2 separate regions of the Sus scrofa genome follow, and region 1 is linked to region 2. The links are chromatin contacts, called in public HiChIP or PLAC-seq maps. All regions are on one chromosome and are shown on one strand. Each heading gives the region's core, a stretch centred on a gene start, on an enhancer-like site or on the middle of the called end of the contact. The rest is flanking DNA. Distances are from core to core; before and after follow the strand shown.

Region 1 (5,694 bases), core at 2,675-5,174, 46 kb before region 2:
CAGCTGCCAGCCTATGCCACAGCCACACCAGATCTGAGCCATGTCTGCAACCTACACCACAACTGGTGGCGATGGCAGATCTTTAATCCACTGAGCAAGGCCTCACGTATACCATCTGGGGTCTTAACCCAATGGCACCAAAACGAGAATTTTCACTAGGAGCTGTTTTTAAATCAGCCACTCAGTTTCCACTGTATCAAAGGTTAATTGGGCAGAGGAATAACAATTTCCTAACCACGCTCAGCAGGGACTGCTGGATGACTCAGAATGCATATATTTTTTTTCTTTGTTGGCTGCACCTGTGGCATGGGGAAGTTCCTGGGCCACAGCAGTGAGCCAAGCTGCTGCAGTGACAATGCCAAATCCTTAACCTGGTGAGCCACAGGAGAACTCCCCAGAGTGCCTATTTAATAATTTATAATGAGAAACACATCAAATAACACAAAAATGTTCTTAGTGGCTGGATGGTATAGTCCTTCCCCCATCACAAAAATCTACCAGGAAGCAAAACCATAATCTAAAGGTTACTCCATGAAGCAGGGTTCAGAGTCAAGTGAGAGGGCTGGGCAATCTAATTTTTTTTTTTTTTCTTTTTAGGGCCACACCCTCAGCATATGGAAGTTCCCAGTCTAAGGGTCGAATCAGAGCTACAGCTGCCGGCCGAAACCACAGCCACAGCAATGCCCGATCCGAGCCACGTTTGTGACCTACACCACCGCTCACAGCAACACCAGATCCCCAACCCACTGAGAGAGGGCAGGAATCGAACCTGCATCCTCAGGGATACTAGCCAGATTCATTCCTGCTGAGACACAACAGGAACTCCCTGGCTGGGCAATCTAGACCACAGCTGGTCACCATGGCCCAGAGCCAATTCCCAGATCTTCACCATGAAGAGATACAGTCTCACCATGAAGCAGGGATTTTCCTTTACTGTCTGGCACTCCCTCCCTCTCCTCAGTCTAGCACAGAAGATACTGTGACAGCCTCTTGCTCTTTGTCTTTTATCTTATTTATTTATTTATTTATTTATTTATTTTAAAGGCAGCATCTTGGGCATATGGAAGGTCCCTGGCTAGGGCTTGAACTGGACCTGTAGCTGCCGGCCTATGCCACAGCCACAGCAATGATGGCTCTGAGCCACATGCTGTGGCGCTCGGCTGCGACAGCAATGCTGGATCCCTAACCCACCGAGAGAGGCCAGGAATTGAACCTGAATCCTCATGGACGTAGGGTTCTTAACCCGCTGAGTCACAACAGGAACCCTGCTCTTTGCCTTTTACTGTCTGAAGACCAAGCCCTCTTGACAGAAGGAGCCTACTGTCAAGAGACTACATGCCAGTCCTTTTGACTGGTTTTGGTGTTCCCAGTGCTCTGCAGCCTCCACGTTCTGGAATGGAATATTCCCACAGTGCTGGGACTCACAGGTAGACATAGTGAGTCTTTTACTAAGTCACTCTTTGATGATCACCTAATTTTTGAGGGCCGGGAAAATTTCAGCCACCCAGCCAGCATTTACTTTACAACTGCCACTTATCAGGTCCTAGAGAGAATGATTCCCATCAATCATCATGGGGCTTACAGTTTAGCAGGGGAAACAGACATTAACCCAAGCATCACCCAAGTAAATAGAGACTGCAAACATGATACATGCTGTCAAGGAGGCGCACTGGGTCCTCTGAGAGTGTAAGACGGATTCTTAATCTAGTCTAGGGAATCAGGAGAGAATTCCCTGAGGATAGGATGGAAGAGGAACTGAGAGCCCATAATGTGGAAACCCAGAAAGCTTGAGGAGATGGCAGAGAGAGAGAATGGCTGAAGTCAGATTACAGAGGAGCTAGGATTTGGGTATTTAACCTCTTAATGGTTTTGAACTGAGACTGACATGCTCACATTTCGACTTTACAAAGATGAGCAACTGGAATGAACTCAAAGAATCAAGAATGTTATTTGTCAATGATACCTTATTAGAGCTGAAAACAACATTTAAAAAGAATCAATCTCGGGAGTTGCCGGTGTGGCTCAGTGGGTTTAAGAACCTGACATAAGTGTCCATAAGGATGCAGGTTGATCCCTGGCCTTGCTCAGTGGGTTAAGGATCCAGCACTGCTGTGAGATATGGTGTAGGTCGCAGGTACAGCTCAGATCCAGTATTGCTATGGCTGTGGTGTAGGCAGGCAGCTGCAGCTCCGATTCAACCTCTAGCCTGGGAACTTCCATATTCCACAGGTGTGGCCCTAAAAAAGAAAAAAGAATTAACTTCACCTCCATCTCCTCCACTCCGTAGTTTGTCATTCCTCACCTTTTGGAACAGTATAGGTTCATTTATTCATGCATATATTCAATAAATACTGAGCACCTATTAACTGTCAAGTACTGTCCTGGGGATTGAGAGGGGACAAGAGCAACAAATCAGCTTCAGTCCATACCTCCTCTGAGCACGCAGTTTTGAATGCAGGGTGGGGTCAGAGGACGGCATGTAGGCTGGAGTGAGGAACACATCAGTGGGGAGGCTTGAAAAGAGCCTCGGACTGAAGCAACCACTTTCTAAAGGCCCGAGTCTAGACAAGTCACCGAACCCCTCTGGGCCTCAGGATTTCCACACCTGTAAAATGGGAACTTACCTTGAAGAACTGTTTTAAGAATCGAAGCTAACTATACACGGTACTCGGCATTCACTGGGCCCTCAGTAAACAGCCTCAGTAGACAGCAAGATTATGGCTATTTCTGGAGAGATGGCACGAGACTGCAACACGTACAGCAGGTGCTCAGTGATAACATCTGAGTGCAAAAGCCCTCCCTGGCACCTTCTGCAGCTCTATACCAAAAAAAACAAACAACCCCATCCAAAAATGGGCAGAAGAAGATCTAAACAGACAGTTCTCCAAAGACATACAGATGGCTGAGAAACACACCGAAAAGATATTCAACATCACTCATTATTAGAGAAATGCAAATCAAAACCACGATGAGGTACCACCTTACACCAGTCAGAAGGGCCATCATCAAAAAGTCTACAAACAATAAGTGCTGGAGAGGGTGTGGAGAAAAAGAAACCTATTACACTGTTGGTGGGAATGTAAATTGGTACAGCCACTGTGAAAAACAGTATGGAGATGCCTCAGAAAACTAAACATAGAACTACCATTTGATCCAGCAATCCCACTCCTGGGCATCTATCCAGAGAAAACCACGACTCGAAAAGACACATGTACTCCGATGCTCACCTTCACTGCAGCACTATTTGCAATAGCCAAGACATGGAAACAACCTAAATGTCCATTGACAGAGGAGTGGATCAAGAAAAGGTGGTACATATACACAATGGAATATTACTCAGCCATTAAAAGGAACGAAATACCGGCATTTTTAGCAACATGGATGGACCTAGAAATTATCAGGCTAAGTGAAGTCAGCCATACAATGAGACACCAACATCAAATGCTTTCACTGACATGTGGAATCTGCAAAAAGAACAGACTGAACTTCTTTGCAGAACAGATGCTGACTCACAGACACAGAAAAACTTATGGTCTCCGGAGGAGACAGTTTGGGGGGTGGGGGGATGTGCTTGGGTTATGGGATGAAAATCCTGTGAAACTGGATTGTTATGATTATTATACAACTACAGATGTGATAAATTCATTTGAGAAATTAAAAAAAAAAAAGCCCTCGCTGGGAAAAGGGGCTGCCGAACGCCTCGGACCACTCAGCGAGTCACGACGTTTCTCGGTCACCCTGGTTCTAGACACATGCCTGATGCCCCTTACCTGACTCCGTCCAAGGCCGCCACCGCTGCCACCCGCTGCAGGTGAGGTGGTTGCACCACGCGACTTCCGCCAAAAGCATAGCGAGGGCGTGGCGTCCTTAACGCATGCGCATCCGGCACGCAGGCGCGCGGCGCGGCGCGGCCCGGCCCGCCCCGCCCATCCCGCCGGCGGGGCCGTGCGGCCTGGGCTCCGCCCCGGAGCGTCCGGCCCCGCCCCGGGCCCCGCCTCCAGCTCGCCAGGAACCGCCTGGAGCCGGGAGCCAGTAGGCTGAACGCGGCTGGGAGCGCCTGGGAGCTTCGAGGTGGGGGCGGGCCCGGGGGCGGAGGCCCCTGGAGCGGTTGCCGCGGGGACCGGACGGTGACGCTGCGGGAGGGCGGAAGTGAGAAAGTTGCCGGGGTCCGGAGAAGAGTTCGCGGAGGTCTGCGCGCAGCGCGGCGATGGGGGGCTCGGGCAGTCGCCTGTCCAAGGAGCTGCTGGCTGAGTACCAGGTGCGCAAGACGCGGGTCCCCAGGAAGTTTGCGCGAGGCTCGGTGTTCGAGAGGCGGGTCCTCGAGCGGCGGCAGATCGGACGCGGCCTCTGGCCTCTAGGCGGCCCGCTGACCCCGTTTCTTGTTTCGCCTTTCAGGACTTGACGTTCCTGACCAAGCAGGAGATTCTCCTGTAAGTGCTGTCTCGAAACTCACTTCTGCGATCCTCTAGAGGCGGCTTCGGGGGCTCGGGTGGGCGTGGGGCTTCTGTTTTAGAGATGCGCAAACTAAGGCCCCGCCATAGGGGATAGGGGGACTGGGGCCTGCCTGAGGTCAACATCTGAGCCGGAACTGGAAACTCGGCCCTGGGCCCTAGTCTGTGCCCTCTTCCTGGCACGCCCTCCCTGCCTGCCCCGGCTGACCCAGCGGTGCACCGCGGAACCACCTCGCAGCCTCCAGCCAAAGTTGGGCGCTCTTTGACCCCGCGCTCCACGGGCTTCTGCATAAGCGCATTTCCTGCCACAGTTCGGCAGGGGCTGTAGTTCAGGGTTGCTTTGCCTACTGACAAAGCCAGGGAGGCTTTGGGGAGCCTGGCTCCTTTACCTCAATAATACAGTAACCGTTAACGCACTTACCATGCACCAGCCTGTGTTAACAGGGTGCCTACGTTACCTAATGTAACCCTCACGAGGGAGGTATGGGGATAGTGAAACAGGTTCAGAGAATTTGGGGAACTCACCTAAGGCTACACTTAGTAAGAGGGTTTGACCTGGGGCTAGACGCCCCCTACCAAGCGGGGGGTGGGGGGAGCACCGTTATGTGACCTGGGCACTTGAGTGAGGAGCTTCCTGGTTTTTCTCCGCAAAAATAATCCCAGTGGGAATGAGGTGGGGCCTAAGGAGGCGATAGCTCAGGATAGCTGCTTTGAGGAGCTGCAGGAGATTCCTGAAATGAGATGAGCATGGGATTTCACTTTAGCTTTTTTCCCTTGTTCTTCAGGGCCAACTTCTAGCTCCTTCCCTGACCTCTCCATCCCTCAGGAAGCCTAGAAACAGGGCCCAGCACAGTGCCTGGGAGACAGCAGGCCCTCAGTTAAAAACCCACTGCAAGAATGGACTCCCAGCCTTTGCTGTCTTGTGATGTATCTCCTTTAGGCTTATCATGCCTGAGACTCAGAGGTTATATGTATGGGGCTCAGCTCCTCACCTGGTTGATAATGGGCAGCAAAGCAAGGAGTGGGGATATAACACAAACAGGAAGACACCCCAACGGCTTCCCCTCCTGCCAGAGCCCACAGGAGGTTTTGTGAGCTGCTTCCCCAGGAGCACCGAGGTGTGGAGGAGTCCCTGCAGGTGCGAGTGTCCTTGGAGCAGATCCTCAGCCTTCCAGAGCTCAAGGTGCCAGCCCCTCAGCCTCCCTCTGCTATTCCTTTTGAGATTGTGCAGCCATTCTAGTCT
Region 2 (5,669 bases), core at 1,406-3,905:
ACTGACATGGTTCTGTCTTCACAGAGCTTCCAGTTCATTAGGATCCCTTCCACTCTTCTTTCCAGATAGCATCTATCCTCATCCACATTTCTTTAGACACTTTCACTCACTTATTCCTTTGTCTCCAACAAAGGTAGTGGCCAGGGCCAACCTGGCGGAGCTCCAGAAGTGCTCCTGGCTTTGCAGGCTTGAATCGTGCTGTTGTCAATTGATTTCTGGGGTTGCTCCTCTGAGCACTCTGCCCAGATTTCCATTATGGCACTTGTGATGCTGCAGTGAAATACACATCACATCCCTTTCTCTCCATTTCTTCTGAGAGCTCCCTGAGTACAGGGGCCAGGCCTGCCTAACTTAGGTTTTTTTGTTTGTCTGTTTGTTTTTGCTTTTTAGGGCCATACCCACAGCATATGGAAGTTCCCAGGCGAGGGGGTGAAATGGAGCTGTAGCTGCTGGCTTAAGCCACAACCGCAGGAACTTGGGATCTGAGCTGTATATGCAACCTATACCACAGCTCACACAAGGCAGGATCCTTAACCCACTGAGCAAGGCCAGGGATCGAACCCACAACCGCATGGATACTAGTTGAATTTGTTTCTGCTGCGCCATAATGGGAACACCCTAACTCAGGTTTTTAATCTCTAGCCTCAGTGCGAAGCTTGGAAAGAGTAGGCACCCAGTAAATGTTTACTAAATGAATAAATGAGTTTTCTGCTCTAGTTGAGTGTCTCAAATCATTTCCAAATGATTCATTCAAGTGTTCCTTCCTGGATATCCTTCTCCACCTTCCTCTTAACCTTTTCAAAGGAAAGCACCTCATTGATGTGGGGAGTCCCACCTCCCTGCTTTAGGGCAGTCAAAGGATTTCTCACTCACACAGTCTCAGCAGACTTGTTGGCTTCAGAAGAGATGGTATTTTGGAGAGCTGCTGAATGCTTGGCTCCTGGGAATTTATTTAGGGCAATCCTGTCAGATACTACATTAAAGCAAGAGCCCCAAGGCACAGGACCCACGCACGAGGAAAAGAAGCTCTTTCAGTTCTCCCCAAGGCTGCAGCTTTAGTTTACCTGCTGCCAATGTCTCCATCATTTGATCACCTGGGACCAGAAGTCTGAGCCCTGGTTGCAAGGAGACATATCCCAGATTTCAGTGAGCTTCCATAAGAATAATCACCAAAGGAAAAGTCACGGCCTGGAAGTCAGGAGACTGGGTTCAAATCCTGACCTTCCCAACTGATTGTCAACTTGGGAAGTAATTTCACTTGTCTGGATCATTTCTCTTATGAACATGAGGGAGTGGGACCCAGTGGATTTCTAAAGTGCTAGAGTATCTACGGAAAAAAAATTTGTTTAATTGTGCATTTCCCTGTCCTTATGGCATTCGACCCTTACATGAAACCTGTGATTCATAAGCCAAATGACGTACTCACATTACAAGTGAGGAAATGTGGAGTTCCTGCTGTGGCTGGATACTGACTAGTATCCATGAGGATGTGGGTTCAATCCCTGGCCTTGCTCAGTGAGCCATGGTGTAGGTCACAGCCAATGTCTTGGATCCCGAGTTCCTACGGCTGTGGCTTAGGCCGCAGCTGCAGCTCCCATTCCACACCAAGCCTAGGAACTTCCACATCTGGCAGGTGCAGCCCTAAAAAGCAAAAAAAAAGAAAAAAAGAAAAACCAAAAAAACCCAAACAAAAAAACCCAAATAAACAAAAACAATTGAGGAAATATGAGGAGAAGTTGATGACCTTACCCTGCATCTTTTTGCCAGACCAGATAGTCTCCAGAGAGGCCACTAGAGAAGCTTTATTTCCAGGACCCCAACTTCCTTTCCCCCCTTACCCCTACATCCACTTTGTCACTCAGAGAGTAGAAGCCATAACAAAGAACCTAACTCAAAGGTCATTTCCACAACCATTCTGCGGAGGGGCCCAGGCCTTTCCCAAATTCCAAATGATCTTCCTCCGGGGCCCAGATTATTGCCTCTCAGTTGCAGGTTTGGCACAGAGGCCCCGGGTGGCCATGGGAACGTGGGCCCAGCCTCCTGCGCTGCCATGGCAACAAGCTCCCCCAGTGGCAGGGGCCAGTGCCCATCAGAGCGTGCAGGTGGCGCCCTCTTGGGAGAGGGGCCCAGCAGAGGTGGGGGGCGGGGGCAGCGGCTGCCTCAGAGCCCCGCCCCCTCTACCTCGCGGGGCCGCGGCTCTCGCCCGCCCGCCCTGTCCCCTGCGCCTACCTTAGTCAGGCGCGCGCGCGACCACTGCCCACGACAGGGCCACTTCTGCACGGTGGCGCGACCAGTCCTTCTTCCCAGATTGTGCCTAGACTCGTTCCTGCTTCCAGGCTGGGCCGACGCACTCGCTGGTGACCAGGGTGTCCCCGCGAACACCCTCAGTCCAGGACGTCGTCCCCGGATATGCGAGGCTTGCGACCAAGCCCCGCCCCGCCTGCGTTTATGGGCAATGTCCAGAGAAACCCTCCCAGGCTCGCCCGCTGCCCAGCCGTTCCCCGCCTCTGCCCCTGGGCGTTGATGGCGGCTCTAGACTCGCTACTAGTCCCAGTCCCAGTGGCGACAGCTCGGCGGCCCCAGCGGGCTGTTGAGCCCACAGCGCTGTCTCCTCCCTGACCTTCGGAGGCTCGGCCTGACCTGCCCTGGGCCCCGCAGGGGGCAATCGCACTAGCTGGAATCCCGCGGGCCAGGGCTGCTATCCTAGATTCTCATTGAAACAAATGGGTCCGTTTGCCTGCGCATGCATAGTAAAGCCAATTTACTGACACCAATCTACTACTGCCCAATTGGCTGTGTTACTTAGGGTGAGTTCCTAAACCTCTCTGAGCCTCTTCTGGGAAGTCTCAGAACAATAGGGACCTCACAGCTTTGTGGTGAGAAATGCAATTTTGTAGGCACACACCTGGCACAAGATCGGCTCTCAGTAATGGCAGCACTGTTGACAGCAAGAGCCAAGCGAGAGCGGAGCTGCTGAGCCACCCGCCGGGAAACCACCCACGTCTCCGCCCGTGGTAAATGCTGCTCACCGCCTCCCTTAACCTGCCATGGGCTGCGTTGTGGGAGTGAAAGGAAATGGGATCTGCCGGGAGGGTTGAGAGATATGGTTATAAATATCTAGCATTTATCAAGTGACCTTGGCTTGTCCCTCTTCAGCCCTTGCCTTATGGTCTCTCCCATCTTCCAGTAAAGCAACAGCGGCTCTCAGGATGGTTCCTAAAAGGACCGGTTCTGGGCGTGTAAGTGGCTGAGCTGGCCAGAGCTGGCTGGTCAAGGGGCTGGGGAAACAAGAGGCAGAGTGCCAGCCTCTTCCCAGGCCAGGCGAGGAGGCTTAAGTGCCAGCTGTTCCTCTGCTGCCTCTTCTCTAAGCGGAGGCGGGTAAGGGACTGCCAGATGCTGCAAAGAGTGCTCTCCCACACATAGAACACAGTGGTTATTTTGTCATGTCTACACAAGTGAACATATTTACTACAATAAAGTTTGAAAACAGAAAAACACAATGAAACCATCACCCTACCCAGAGACATTCAGCGTTAATATTTTCTAAAACTTTTCTTTAAGACACAACTTAAGTGCACAAATCTTAAGTCTACGGATACTAATATTTTGGTGAATATACTCACGTCTCTTTTCCGTGCATAGTAATACATTCACATTTTTTTAGAAAAAGGATTATTCACTAGAGTTCCTGTCGTGGCTCAGTGGTTAACAAATCTGACTAGGAACCATGAGGTTACAGGTTTAATCCCTGGCCTTGCTCAGTGGGTTAAGGATCCGGTGTTGCCGTGAGCTGTGGTGTAGATCGCAGACCCAGCTCGGATCCCATGTTGCTGTGGCTCTGGTGTAGGCCAGCGGCTACAGCTCCAATTGGACCCCTAGCCTGGGAATCTCCATATGCCGTGGGAATGGCCCAAGAAATGGCAAAAAGACAAAAAAAAAAAAAAAAAAGATTATTCAGTACATACCCTTTTATAACTTTTCCCTAGGACAGCAATATATCACAAATATTTTTCTGTAACATTAAAAAATCACATATTTTCATTTTTAATGTATTCTATCATATGAATGTAGCATTCATTTTTAACCCAGTCTCTACTATGGACCTTTAACTTGTTTCTAACTGTTCATTTCCTTAAGTCATGTCCAGACCAGCCTCCTGATACATACTTCCTCAATCATTTCCTTTCGTCCCTTGTATTCTTCCTTCCTACTCAGTCCCCAATTAGTAGTAGCTGTGTTTATAGTGAAGATGGTGCACTTGGCTTGTGCTTTAAAAATAGTTCATCTGCTTCATTAGCTCTGCCTTCCACATGCTGTTGGGGGGAGGGGGAAGCGACCCAGGAGGATATGCAAAAATCAGCACTGCCAAGTTTCCTGCACACGGGGCACGTTGTATCCTGCTGAGCCTGGACGGTTCAGAGGAGCTCCTGCTCTTGGAATCTGGGCCTTCCCTGTGGGGCCTCAGAGTTCCAGAGGGTTTAAGGCAACCTTGACCCAGACCAGTCCAGCCCAGAGCCCCCGGAAAAAAAGAATGCTGTCCACGTCCACATCCCTCCCTCCCTTCTCTTTCTCCATCCTCTTTTCTGCCTTCTGCCTCCCCCTTTACTGCCTCTTCTGCCCACCCTCTTTTTCTGCTTCTCCTCCAACCTTCTTCTGGCCTTTTCAAGGGAAACATCTGTAATGTGCTGAAAAAGGCCTTATCTTTAAAGTTATTGATCCCCCTCCCCAACCCTGCCCCCCTTCCTGGCTGTGAGACCTCAGGTGCCCAAAGGCTTGAGTTAATCACCTTCTCAGTTCACAGCACATTATCACCCTCAGTCTGCACAGGGTCGCTTGATTAATGTGGCTCTTCATTTCTTTTTATCTTTCCACTCCTCTGCCCACCCCTCCTCCCACCAGTTTAAGGTGTTTAATATATACTTTCGTTCATATGCATTCTTGCAAGATGTGTTGTACCACTGTATACATGGAATTTTAAAAAACTTTACTGTGGGAGTTCCCGTTGTGGCTCAGTGGTTAATGAATCTGACTGCGAGCCATGGATGGAGTGGCAGGCTCGATCCCTGGCTGCGCTCGATGTGTTAAGGATCCGGCATTGCAGTGAGCTGTGGTGTATGTTGCAGGCGAGGCTCGGATCCGGCATTGCTGTGGCTGTGGCTTAGGCTGGCGGCTGTGGCCAATTAGACTCCCTAGCCTGGGAAACTCCATATGCCCTATGTGCGGCCCTAAAAAAAAAAAAAAGACAAAAAATAAAAATAAAAAACTCCAGTGTGAAATAATTATAGACTCAGAGAAAGTTACCAAAAAATAGGACATAGTGTTCCACGAGCACTTTATCTAGCTTTCCCCAAGGATGACATACTCAACCATAGTACAAAAGCAAAACCAAGAAAGTGACATCGTTACGATACAGTTAAATAGAATAGAGACCTTATTCAGTTTTCACTTGCCTGTGTGTGTGTGTTTCTATGCTCTTCCACCCCATGAATAGATTAGTGTAACTACCATCACAATCAGATACACAAGGGTTCCATCACCGCAGGGGATCTCCTCTGTGGTGTCCTTTTATAGCCATGCTCTCAACACTCTGGTCTTTGTGCCCTGGCAACCACTAAGCTCTTCTCCATCTCTATGGTTTTGTCATTTGGAGACTGTTATATAAATGGAGA

Evidence for each region. HiChIP or PLAC-seq counts read pairs in DNA pulled down with a chosen protein or histone mark.
Region 1: a contact with region 2 is called in an H3K27ac HiChIP or PLAC-seq map of skeletal muscle. The contact joins the promoter of CIB1 here to the promoter of SEMA4B in region 2. A contact is called at or near these places in 2 of 5 promoter capture datasets (fetal liver and liver), 4 of 47 Hi-C or Micro-C datasets (embryonic fibroblasts, heart right ventricle and liver) and 2 of 2 datasets of contacts at active chromatin or transcription factors (alveolar macrophages and skeletal muscle).

What each region holds. Positions count from the first base shown.
Region 1 is chr7:55,796,896-55,802,589 of Sscrofa11.1, reverse strand. It overlaps CIB1 (calcium and integrin-binding protein 1), which reads left to right and starts at 3,924. Exons shown (of 7, transcript XM_021098979.1): 1 at 3,924-4,258; 2 at 4,396-4,430; 3 at 5,526-5,634. The coding sequence starts at 4,208. GDPGP1 (GDP-D-glucose phosphorylase 1) reads right to left here and starts at 3,898. Exons shown (of 2, transcript XM_003482236.4): 1 at 3,771-3,898.
Region 2 is chr7:55,749,840-55,755,508 of Sscrofa11.1, reverse strand. SEMA4B (semaphorin-4B) reads right to left here and starts at 2,655. Exons shown (of 15, transcript XM_021098977.1): 1 at 2,230-2,655.